Regions from separate parts of the Triticum aestivum genome. Here region 1 is linked to region 2. Evidence: chromatin contacts called from public Hi-C data. All regions are on one chromosome and are shown on one strand. Each heading gives the region's core, a stretch centred on a gene start, on an enhancer-like site or on the middle of the called end of the contact. The rest is flanking DNA. Distances are from core to core; before and after follow the strand shown. Region 1 holds the start of LOC123131221. Region 2 holds the start of LOC123129780.

Region 1 (6,373 bases), core at 927-3,426, 220 kb before region 2:
GATCATCACTCATCATGTCTTGCTAAATAAACTGTCCGGTCCCCCGAGTCCAACACCCTGCGCCCGAGGGAAACTGAATTTATGTTGCACACTCTGAACTTAGAACTAGTGCAAAGAACCGGCGTTGCAGGTCAAAAAGTACACGACGGGGACATGCCAGTGCACACCACTGCTAAGTCAATTCCCAGCCCCCGATCTCCCAGCAAAATCTTATCAGAGCATCTGCAGAAACTTCTACCGCGGATTGCCTAGTTGAAGCGGCACTGAACTTCTCCTGGTTCCTTGTCAGGCAGATCACAGAATAACTCCAGCCCGAGTGACTGTGCAATGACTCGATCGTGCCCTCGCGCTTGGGCAATCATGTCGTGTCAGTGGCAAGAGAGACCGACCTTCCTTCGAATCCTTCGAGAGCGTCGATCAAGCCCATTTGTGCGTCCGCGCGTGCGACCGAATTCGGCCTCCGGCGGTGCATGTCGCGATCGAGTTATTCCGACGGGTCATGCGTTCTGTTGACCTTCTCGGCCGTCTTCGACGCCGACGCTCCAGAGCTTCTACTTTGGATCTGCGAACGCCCGCCTGATTTTTAACGAGCTTGTTGGGGGTAGTAGCAGTGCCGTACCAACTGGATCGTCAGATATTCAACGAGTTCGTTATATGTATTCCACTCTCAGCAACTCCACTTGGGTTTGGCTTGTCGGCTGTTCGACGCATATGCCGGCTGTTCATACAAAAGCAGCCAGTTTTGAGCAGAAAATAGCTAATGATTAATTCGTGTTTTTGAGTTTTTGTCAGTATTCCGTTCGTTCGTCTAAAAAGGCACTGATATTTTTCGTCGGTATAGAAAAAGAAGCACCGCACGCACTGCACTTGAAAGAGAGACAAGAGCCAACTAACGTACTACATGGCGCCAATCCAAAAGGTGACAACTGACAAGAAGCTGGCCAGCTGTGCGCGCCCACCGGTCTTCCAACATCTTCATCTTCTTCCGCAAGTTGAAGAGTTGGAGCGGGGATTTCCAACTGCTAGGTCGTCCGTCGCGCCAACAGTAAAATACACACACAGAAAAACATTGGTTCAGCGGCAGCCTCACTTCCTTCATCGCTGGGATCATGAAATCCTACAGAAACCTCGTCGGAATCGGGGGATTGCTCTCGTGCTCCAAGTTGCTGGCCTGAACCGTCCGGCTGGGGCCACGGGTGCCGCCCGCGTGACGGAGGAAGCGCCGGCGAGACGCCACTGACCTCTTGCGGAGCTTATCCAAAACCAAAACAGGGGCGAGACGCATCCACACTCCAGAGAGAGGAACAAAAGCAGAAAGTTGTTGCGGCAAATCATCCATGATCCGGAATGGATAGGCCTCCGGCCACGGGACAGATTAGATGCATGTATGTGTCTCCAATTTGTAACTCATGATTATGCATATCCAAAACCAGAGGGAGTTGTACACAGCGGAGCAGAGAGGACGAAGAGGCTCACTCTATGACTATGTAAATCTACGAGCTGGCTAATTGGCCAGGCGGGAACCGAGAATTTGGTCTAAAACTCGAATTCTTACGGGATTTTTTCCCCATCTACTTTATCTTGCTATATGGCATGTTGACGTTGGTCTACTGGTGGTTGTCCCCGGCGCGGTCGCCGGCCATGGACACAGCGGAGAGCCGGCTCGGCCGGGGACGGGACCGGCCCACGCGCCTCCGGTGCTGGAGCGACTGCTGCGCCGCGGAGGACGGCGCGAGCGCCCTGCGTGCCCAGTGCCCGCTCTCCATGGGGACAAGCCGCACCAGCGCGCTGCCCCTCTGCTTCGAGCCGGCGCTGCCGATGGACGGCGGGGAGCCGGGCTTGCTGTTGCAAGATGGAGCCGCCTGCTTGCGCTCTTTGTGGAGGCTGCACCGGAAAGAGCCCGGGTGGTTTGTCGGGGAGCACATGCAGGACCGACGGCCCTTGCTGGCGGCGGCGCCGGCAGGGGCAGGGGAGGAGGACGAGACGCTGACGGACTTGCCCGGCGAGCGTGTGGCGCCACCGGCGGGCAGGTTGACGCGGGTGGGCGAGGCGGAGCAGTAGCTGGGAATCGACAGGACCGGCCCGCTGGGCCTACTCGCAGTTGCCGTCGCCATGAGAGAATAGATCGAGGAGTGCAAGCGTTGGAGTGGTGGTTTTGCTGCTGGTTTGGGGGAGTTCGAGTGAACTGAAAGGACCGCGGGTTTGGCGCACTATATAGAGGTATATAGAAGTGGAGGGGTATTCTGGGGAGAGCAGGGGTTCGGGCATAAAGCAGTGGGCGTCTGAGCTGTGGGCCTAGACAGCAGCACACCGGACTTGGTCCTGGGTTCAAGGCAGGTAGGTCCACCCCCCAATATTATAGGACTCATGCCAACTTTTTTTTTTGAATATCTTTTACTCAAAAAAGAAATTTTTTGAATATCTTTTGTCAAAATCTGGTCAATTTATTAAGTAGCATGGTGCTATTATGCAGGTATTGCAAAAAATTACTCCGTCCGAACTAAACCATTGACAACTGCTAATTTAGTGAAGATTTCTCATGACCAAAGATTTCCTCACCAACGAATTGGAACATACTGTTATTTCTGTTGAAACGCACGATTCATAATTTGTTGTCTAGAAAAACCGTCGTATAGAAGCATAAGCATTGGTCCTATTTGGATCACGGGGTTAGAGCTAGTTTGGATTAGTTGGAGGCTTAAATAACCCAAAGTATCCAAACAGGAAGGGTTAGAATGTGTTAGTTCCATCTAACCCAACTATCCCGATGAAGAGGTGCTTATTTGGATTAGAGTGGGTTAAAAAATAACTCTAACTCTAACTAACTGTGTTAGAGTATCCAAACAGGGCCATTGATGTAACTCTAGCAGCGTGGCTCCTAAAACTGTGTGTAGCCCAGGTGCCGCCCATCTGTGGCATTAAACCGTTTCCGGCACACTGAAAAGACGGTGCCAGGAAAAAGGAACCAATATGTCCGAACGTTCAGACCCTGGCCGGTGATTGTCTGGTTGGAACGACTAGGACCTCGTCGACGTGACGCGGCAGCCGCCGGCCGTGGGATCGCCTCAGCTCCGCTTGAAATGCGGCGGACCTCTGAATGTTCGACACAGTGGCATGGGCGGCATATCGGTCACCTTAATGGCATTGTCCATCAGCACCAAACCTATTTACTGGCGCCCATGTACGTTGGTTCATGGAGTCTCTGCGCGAAGGAAGGTATCATGGAGCCCGCCGGTGATGTGTACGTGAAGGATCGCATGCACGATCGCTGTTACTAGTAGTACTGCTCTGCATCTGGCTTCGGTGGGCATGATCAGCACTCCAGCCACTCACAAACACATGAAGGACAGATTCGCTATGGAAAACGCCGCACGCGCGACGCGGCACGCGACGGCTATGGTGGGAGGGGTCAGGGGTGACGACGATGGCGGCCGGCGGGGCAGCTGGCAGCGCACCGGGGGCTACTCCTACTAGGGTTCCTGTTTGTTTTTGTTTCTGGCAACACCTTGTCAATCGTTTTGGATTTGCAACAGCTCATCATCGTGGTTGAGCTCTGTCCGTATAGACGCGGGTCTACAAATTGCTGCATTTGTCTCCTACACTCGCATAAGAGCATCTACAGCCGGATCTTTTAAACACGTATTAACCGTCCAAGCCTGTCCGGTCACTGATCGACCAAAAAAAAAGAATTAATCGGAGTTCTCAAACCGTGGACAAACGCATGGGCTAACCGTCATCGCTCATATCCAGCCCAAATATACGGTGGGTATGAGACGGCCCAGGCGCATTCATCACTTCCGCTTGGCGTTTGTCCACGGTCACTTTCATTGGCGCCGCCGATGCAGACTCCAGAGTCGATGGCACACGCCGCCCGCCGCGAGAGGTAGAGGGCAAAGGGAGATGAGGGGCGCGTCCAACACGACTGCGCAGTTTGCCCGTCGCCACCGCGTGATGTCGGTGCCCGACAAGGAGGACCGACTCCTTCAGTGGGTATACCGTCGGTCACTTACCACGGCGGAGATGGACACCCAGCGGCTTCGGAGGATCAACGCCACCTAGCGTGAGGCGGCGGAGGTGGCGAGGGTGGCCAAGCTCAAGCGCAAGTAGGATCACGTCGTCCGGTGCTTGCAAGGCTACATCATCATCTTCGATTCCTCCTCTAATGATGGGTCCAACTCCGACGTAAACCCACCTCCTGCAGTGGACGGCTACCTCAGCGCCGGCGACCCGAAGGGCAAAGGGCCGGCGAAGAAACGGTGAAGCTCGTCCCTTCCTCCTTTTATATAATCTAGCTTTAGTATCTAGTTAGAATGGAATGTGCTGATCGTTGAACTGTGTAAATTATGTGAATTATTTCTATTTGGTATCGCAGTCGATTTGGTTGTTTGGTGATCAACACACTACATTGCATGATTCTGTATGGATATAGGGTGCCGAATATGAGATACGCAGCCGTGGACCCTTATCTCTCTGCGGAGCAATTTGGACGTCCAAATTCCAGCACTCACGAGACAAACTAGGGGGCGATATGCGGGAGTCTAGACATCGTGCAAGCCAACAAAAACACACCATGTGCCCTCCTCTCTCTCTCTCCGCAGAGCTCGGCAACGCTCCTGCTGCCGCGCAATCTTCCATGCATGTAGACACTAGAACACTGTAGTTGATCTTCTCGCGAACTCGTCAAGACTGTCGCTGCCCCACGTAAAAAGTACGCGCACTGCAGGCATTGGCCGAGCCCGCCGCCATGATGTTGGCAACGGGACGACGCCCAGTACTTGTGGAGCTCCACAGTCCAGGCCTCGTCGGCTCGCCTCCCTCGCCATTGGACCCATGGCCCCAACGAGCAAATGATGTGGCGTGCAGCCTTGGCCACCTGTACTTCGCAGAGAGGCCAGAGAGTGACCCCTTGAAAGCTTTTGAGGCTCGTGCGGTTGTGGGTGGCTACGGGCTCCTCTTTCTATGGCACATCGGCGGTTGCAGTATAGCCAACACGGCGTCGCTGGGCGGTTGCGGCTCCGTCTCTGGCATTGATTCTCCTGTCCGGTTCGAGGCCGATCCGGACTCCTATGAGGAAGAATCCACGGTGCGCGGAAGAGTCCTTAGGGCCGCAACTCTTTCACTGGAGCAGGTTGTCGTGGTACTTGAACATGTCGACACGCTCCAGGAAGATGGAGACCACCATGGTGCCGAAGAGAAGGCTGATGATGGCCACATACACGTACGTCCTCGTGTGAGATAACACGGAACAACGCCCAGAAGATCCCAGCACCACCTTGGACGTCTGTGCCAGCACCAGTGGCAGAGCTATGTGTAGTTCTGAAGAGTTCAATCATTTGGCCCCTTGAAGTTGCATATCCCCCTCCCCTGATTCTCCTCAAGCTTCGCCAGTGGCCACCACCATCTTGGAATGAATTCAAGAACCTGGCGCGCGCGTAAGAGTGACCCTGCTGGAATCAATCGGCATCATAGCGCAGCCTCGACGGCGCAGCAGACCGCGCGCGCCTTGGCTGCCTCGCACGGGGAGCAGGGAGGGGGGAAAGCAGTGCAATTTTGTCCCCGGGCAAGCCTCCGAGCGCCGAGTTCCTCATGGTCGTGCCGCCGCCATACTTCTTGAAGAGCACAGACGTGTTCGTGTACACATCATGTACTGGGTGCCGACGTGCCGTCCCTCTGCTCCCGACGAATGAGTCGTTTCCGTGGCACACGAAATCGGACCGCAACTGCACGATGCCACCGGCGGACTTGGAGCAGAGGAGGGAGAGCCTGGCCTTGGCGGAGTGCATGCCGCCGGTGCAGACATCGGCCGAGTGGTCGGAGCGGCACTGGTAGAGGCCGGCCGGAGGTGTCACAAAACGCACATCGAATGTTTGATAAAAATGTCTAGAAAAATTGAAACGGATGTTTACAGGTAGCATCAGATTGCATGCTTCCGTACTACTGTCCGAATGTAAAAATGGACATATATACGGGAGATATTTGGAGGTCTTCCTTAAAGATGCCCTAACCGCAGCAATATTTTTTTCGTAGAAATCATGTAATCATAGAGCTCGTGCTTATAGTTGCACATTCTTCGATCGGTTGATTCCGTGCATAGATACGATTGTGCCCGATTTTGGAGAAGAAATAATGCAGATACGAAGTGGCAGTGCAGTATCATGTGCCAAATATATTCCTTGACTGATAATGGAACAAAATGTTGAAAATGACGGGCTAGATTAGTGCATGGGTTTGGCCATCTGGCAATTTGGGATCGATTCGACCGGAAATGAAAGGGAATCGGAACAAATATGGGTGGAATGCATTTCGGTGATGCCGATCTTGTTGATACGTTTCGAAAGAGGTGGATCTTGTTAGACTTTTTCGCCCAAAGCAT
Region 2 (6,527 bases), core at 1,861-4,360:
CACGTACGGCTAGGCGCTGGGACATTACGCGGGCGATCGGCCATCAGGACGTGTGTAAATTGCTGACGACAAGTTGGTGGGAGACAGAATAGCCACTGGTCGACATGCCAATTGAGAGCGAGACTAGCCCTCGTCCTACCCTCCTGCGTGTGGTACGTGCTCCATGATTGGGTTGTCCAGTATGCTGCTTGCGTGGAATCTCATGAGGAAGCCACGAGAAAAGATACATGCATGCATCTCGCTCTCGCGATCGTGTGTCCATGTACAGTCAGATGAGAGAATGCAAGGAAGGAACCCTGTGCATGGCGCGTCATGTGGGCATGTGCCCGAAATATCCTGGTACATGTTGCGTCGACATGCTTGATTACACTAGACTGGTGGAACGTCCTGGTCGACCGGTGACAATGATTAATCTCGACATTTGGTTCATGGATATGGTTGGCCAAAACATATGACTCTTAACGTCACAGGACACTTCCAGGCGACTGAATGTTCAAGTAACATATACGGCCGCTGATGCAACGGGCACACGCGGTACATTTCCAACAGTAACCAATTGCTTGGTCGACTTAACCGAGGCTATCAGGATCAGATCATCATTGCCATCTGGTGAGTATTTTTCTTTTCGAGGCGCTCTTCATCTGGCGAGTAAACTATACCAATGGACTAATCGACTCAAACTTTTTCCAATTTTGACAGTCGTTAACACTCGATGCGCATTTCGTGGGTGTACCTAGGTTCAGCTGACTGAGAATTAACCAAGTCACACGCAAGTGATATAGTATGTAAGAAGAAAAAGAAAAAAAATACGAATCCCCATGCAAACTCAAAGGAAGATAGTATCGACTGAGGCATAACGAAGTCTCAGTCGATTGAGACTTAGCAAAACTGTTAGATTATTATAGGTACCTTTCATCCTCTGGCCGGCCCGCTGCTTCATTGCAGATGACCGTCGACCATGACCGAATGTCAAGCTCAATGCTTATCTAGAAAGTTTTCCATGGAATTCATCCGAAACAGAAATGCAAGTGGTAATCGACCAGCCCAACTGAAACGCGCATGAGCGGTGGCCGCTCCATTCAGAGCATGAAACCGCTAACTGGGACACTCCTGGAGTGCCTCGGGAGCCCCAAATCCTATTCAACGCCTTCAGCGCCTTTTACAGGTACGGGTAGCTACTTGTCCCCTCTAGCTAGGGTTTTGTTTCTCTCGGGGCGACTACCGCCGCCGTTGAGTTTTTTGTCTTCCCTGTCTCTGATCTCCCCAGATAGCTGACTTGGGCCGATCACGGGATGATCTTGTATCACTGCCCGGCCTTGGTATTCTTCCCTGGGGGTGAATGGGGGTTTTAGGGTTCCTTTCATAACATATGTTTTCTTTTCACGGGTTAAGGTTCCAAGATGGTTGTTTATGGCATGCCTAGTTCGGTGTCCAAGGTAGAAAAGATGATGGCGGAGCTAGGTCTTCGCGAGGAGGAAGAGGCCTCCTGCTCAACTAACATCCCCGTCCCCGTCCGCGTCCCCCTCACCCTCGACGAGGCCCCCACCAGCATACCCGTCCACCACTGTGCCACCAACCCCCACCAGGGCCATGGCTTAGTAGAGGACACGGTGATGTAGAGAGGACGCCAGAGAAGGGACTACGGGGGTGGAGGTGGAGGCGATGGAGGTGCTGGTGGTGGTGGAGTCGGGGGTGGGAAGCCATGGCCGGTGGGGCAATGGGGAAGCGTAGCAACTTAAGCTTAGGGATAGGACCAGGGTGGAGGCGAGTGGGAGGGATAGAGGCGAGTGGGATCGCCGTCGGCATCGGCCATATAGGGTTCGGTCGCTCATGTAGGGGGAGATGAGATTGTGCGAGAGGGGCAGATGACCAACAGGAAAAAACATAGGAGGAGAGAAAAAAAATATTGGGGAGGTTAGCGTTGTAAAAGTCGGTGGGTAGAGAGACTTCGACCGATTGATCGCATGGAGTATTACGGGAAGAAGCGAAAAGAAATGACAATGAACTCCCCCTTTAGGAGTAGAGATGCTCTAATCTAGCTAGTCCCTTTTGTGTTTTGTTCCACAATCAACCAAGGTATATAAGAAAGTACTTGGTAAGCATTTCAGGAAACTAGCTCGCTCCAGTACAGAAATAAAATTCAAATACCGAAGGCAAAAGTTTATGTTTCTACATGACACGAACATATCTCAGGAGATGACGCTACAATCGACGTAGGGCCGGGCCAGGCTTAGCCTGATTTGACACATACTACATTGCATGCTTAGGCCAAAAAGGATTAACAAGATCTTTCACTTTCGAAAATATCAACGAGATTCTTCCAAATGTGGCACCGTATTCTTATCGCATCTCAGGTGGAATCCCATACCAATGCACTAATCTAGCTAGTCCTTTTTATGTTTTGTTCCACAATCAACCAAAGAATATATAGAGCACATGGTGCTATATAGTGTTTATTATTTCTCCAAAATCGGATACAATCATATGCTCGCAATCAACTGAAGAATCTGCAATTAAAATCACCATCTCTTCAATTATATGCTTGCTAAAAAAACATGTACTCCAATTATGTGAGCATATGGACAAATGCAGTATATTGAAGATCCACAACTATAGGACGGAGCTCACATGATTGAAAGTAAATTTTAGCAGTGTCTGGTCCCGCCCTGCTTTCTCCAACAACAACGAAAGGGCCGGGACGCCTCCCGTCTTTAATCAATAGGCCATCTGATCACCAGCACCCGCGAGTGATGCAGCGCATGGAGACAGACAATGGCGGGTCGGGCAGGCACGTTGAGCTGTTTCTCATATAAAGCTATGGTACGCAATTTGCGTACCTTAAAAAAAATCTGGAGCATGAAGAATAGCGACATGCTACTAGTCAGAACACTGGTTTGTGTCTTTTTTATATATAAAAAGTGTACTGGTTTGTGGTGCAAGAAATTGGCCAGCATTTTTGACACAAAATATTCCAAGCAAGCTGGCATGACTCCTTTGAATATTGGAGGGTGGACCTACCTGCCTTGAATCCCGTCCGGGCCCACGGCACACCCACCCACAGCGCCCACCCGTAATCCCCACCCACTGAAGCTCGTCTTCGTCTCTATAAATTGCACCCAACCCGCTTCTCTCAGGTTTACTCCCGATTCCATCTCCTCCACGCACCCGATTCCAACTGCTCGCGCTCCTCGATCTCTCTCTCTCTCTCTCATGGCGACAGCAACCACAAAGTCGACCCAGCGGCCCGGTGCTCTCCATACCCACCTACCGCTCCGCCTCGCCCACCCGCGTCAAGCTCGCCAACGGCGCCACCCGCTCGCCGGGCAAGTCCGTCAGCGTCTCCTCCCCGTCATCCACCAGGAGCCGGCGGTCCTGCATGTGCTCCTCGACGAACCACCCGGGCTCGTTCCGTTGCAGCCTCCACAAGGAGCCCAAGCAGGAGGGGGCCCCCGCCGGGAGCAGCAAGCCCGCCTCCCCGCCGTCCGTCCGCAGCGCCTGCAGTCTGGGCTCGAAGCGCATGGACAGCGGGCAGTGTGCCCGCAGAGCGCTCGCGCCGTCCCCCGCCGCACAGCACCGGAGGCGCGCGGGCGGGTTCCGCCCCAGGCCGAGCAGGCTCTCCGCCGTCTCCGTGGCCGGCGAGCGTCCCAGCGACAACTGCCAGTAAACAAATCAACGTCGACATGCCATAGCAAGATACTACAGTTAGATGCTTTTGAGTTTTGACCGAATTTGACTCCGGCCTGGTCAGTTTAGCTAGCCCGTAGCAGTAGGTGGAGTGAGCCTCTTCCTCCTCTCTTCTGTAATCTGTACATACAGTGAGCTCGTCCTCTGCCCTCCGTGGTGTAAAATGAACGCCCTTGGTTTTGGATATACTACTTGAGTTACAGATTGAGACACATGGTGCATGCATCTCATCTTTGACCCGTGACGGGAGGCTTATCCGTCCTTTGATGATTTGTTTGCCGCGACAATTTTCTGCTTCTGTTTCTGTTTCTGGAGTGTGGATTCATCTCGCCCCTGTTTCGGTTTCGGATAAGCTCTGCAAAGAGATCAGTGGCGTCTCGCCGTCGCCTGCTCCCGTCACGCCGTACCCGTGCGTGCCCCGGCCGAACGGATCAGGCGAGGCCAAGCACGCACGGGGCGGTTCTGACGAGATTTGTGTAGAATTTTCAAGATCGAATCGATGAATGAACTGAGATATTTCTTCTTCCTACGTTCCTATTCGTGATATTTTACTGTTGGCGGGACGGACGGCGTAGCGGTTGGGATTCCCCTCCAACTCCTGAACTTGCGCAAGAAGATGATTGTGGACACTTCTTGTTTAGTGTGGAAGGCGATACTTCCGTTTCTTCGCCGGTAATGAGTTGCTTGGCATAAGTTGGTTCCCATCTCATCTCCCTATCAAATACGGTGTTTCTTTTGCTTAACGAGCCGATTACTGATCATACAAAGCACTTGGATCTTCTGTTGAGAACCGTTTGTCTGTGTGTGCGTACGTACTCTACACTGGATGCGTTGGGCATGTAGTAGCTGCTAAGCAAACAAACCAAGTGGGCTCGCTCATGGTGGAATAAAGTACTAGTTGAATATCTTATTACGAGTTGGTGGTACTCCCTCTGTTTTTATTTAGTCTGCATATTAGGTTTGACCGAAGTCAAACTTTGCAAAGTTTGACCAAGTTTATAAAAAAAAATATATAAACATTTATCATAACAAATCTATATGATGTGAAAGTACATTCAATAATGAATCTAGTAGTATTGATTATTTATTGTATATGTTAATATTTTTGTTTATAAACTTAGTCAAAGTTTACAAAGCTTGACTTTGACCAAAGCTAATATGCGAACTAAATGAAAACGAAGGGAGTAATACTCGTCAAATATCCATCTACTAGCCAGAAATTATGAAACGTCAGCGTCGCCAACATGCCTGCGCTGAGCACTTTCAGACGCCGGGCTCGGTCGCGCGCGCGGACGCACAAATGCCACTGACGCGACCGGAAGGAACTCTCTTGCCCGCGCACCAGGGCATATGATCGGTTCAGTGCAGTCCCGGGCTGGAAGATCTGCCTGGCACGGAACCTGGAGAGGTTCAGTGGCACCTACCCGGGCAGGCAATCCATGGCTACATACTGCAATTTTCCAGTGTCCAGGTAGGACGCGAGGGCGACCGGTAGGCCGGCCGGGGAGAAAAGTTCAGAATCGGTAACAGTGGCGGAGCTAGACCAAAACCATTGGGGGTGAAACGTAAATAACAAAGAGCTAGGGGGGCAAAAGGCTAATTTTCACCTCATCTTAGCCCTTAAAAAAAATTCTTCAGGGTTTTCTCCAAAGCTGGGGGGGCCACGGCCCCCCTCGGCCCCAACATAGCTCCGCCGTTGATCGGTAAACCGTCGGTAAAAGCCATGCGCCGGAGGCAATGTACCGACCCAGAGCTAGCGGCGCCGCCACTGAATTAGGTTATCCATCCATGGATGATTTGTTTGCCGCAGCAACTTTCTGCTTTTGTTTCTGTTTCTGTTTCTGGAGTGTGGACTCGCGCCTCTCTTTCGATTTTGGATAAGCTCCTCGGTGGCGTCTCGCTGTCGCTTGCTCCCGTCATATTTTCGTTCTTCCTGGGTCCAAGGCTCCAACTCTTGAACTTGCACAAGAAGATGATGTTGGGAGAATGGTGGGCGCGCGCAGCTGGCCAGCTTCTTGTTAGGGTTTCTTCTTCTTTTTCTTCTTCTTTTGCGGGTGAGCTTCTTGTTAGTTGTGGAAGCCGATACCAAAGTTTGCTCCTATTTCTCATCGTGCAAAAAATATTAGTGCCCTTTCCAAACGTTGAAACAGCTACCTCACAAGTGGAGTTGCTGAGAGTGAATATACTAGTACTACTACTAGTTTAATTAACGAACTTGTTGAATATCTGCGTAGTTGCTTTTTGGCACTACAACGACCCACAACAAACTCGTCAACTATTCGACGGGCATTTGTTGACCAAAAGAGGCTCTGGAGCGTCAGCGTCAACGACGGTCGAGCAGGTCAACAGAACGGATGACCGATCGCGCCGAGCTCCGTCGGAGGCCGGACTCGGTCGGAGGCATAGTTGGACTTGCCGCTTCCGAAGAAAGGTGGGTCTCTCTTGCCACAGACACGACACTCGCTCCAGGGACACTCTTGCCCGAGTGCCAGGGCACAATCGAGTCACTGCACAGTCACTCCACCTGGAATTATTCCAAGTCACGGAACCTGGACAAGTTCGGTGACACTTGACCGGGCAGGCAATCGAGAAATAAGGGATCGAGTAACCCTCCCGGCTCCTCAGTGATTTGGAGTTCCTGGCCGTCGGATCTGGTTGCTTGATGGATCTTGGGCCGTCGGATCGACCGCGTGGAAGACCTCGGCCATCGGATCAAAAAAAAGTTACTGCTGGAATGAATAGTTACTCCCGTTTCGTGCCACCGCGCGTAAATAGCCTGCCCTGCCGGGAGCATTTTCGTCATTTCGCTCACAGATGGTATAAAAGGGCCGGCTCCCGTGGTG

Evidence for each region. Hi-C and Micro-C count contacts between places; a contact is called where the count stands out from the background.
Region 1: a contact with region 2 is called in a Hi-C map of leaf, with 2.1 times the contacts expected there. The contact joins the promoter of LOC123131221 here to the promoter of LOC123129780 in region 2. A contact is called at or near these places in 2 of 5 Hi-C or Micro-C datasets (both in leaf).

The regions. Positions count from the first base shown.
Region 1 is chr6A:596,636,346-596,642,718 of IWGSC CS RefSeq v2.1, reverse strand. It overlaps LOC123131221, which reads right to left and starts at 2,176. Exons shown (of 1, transcript XM_044550944.1): 1 at 1,387-2,176. The coding sequence starts at 2,114. The coding sequence ends at 1,608.
Region 2 is chr6A:596,415,854-596,422,380 of IWGSC CS RefSeq v2.1, reverse strand. LOC123129780 reads left to right here and starts at 3,110. Exons shown (of 1, transcript XM_044549809.1): 1 at 3,110-3,896. The coding sequence starts at 3,110. The coding sequence ends at 3,664.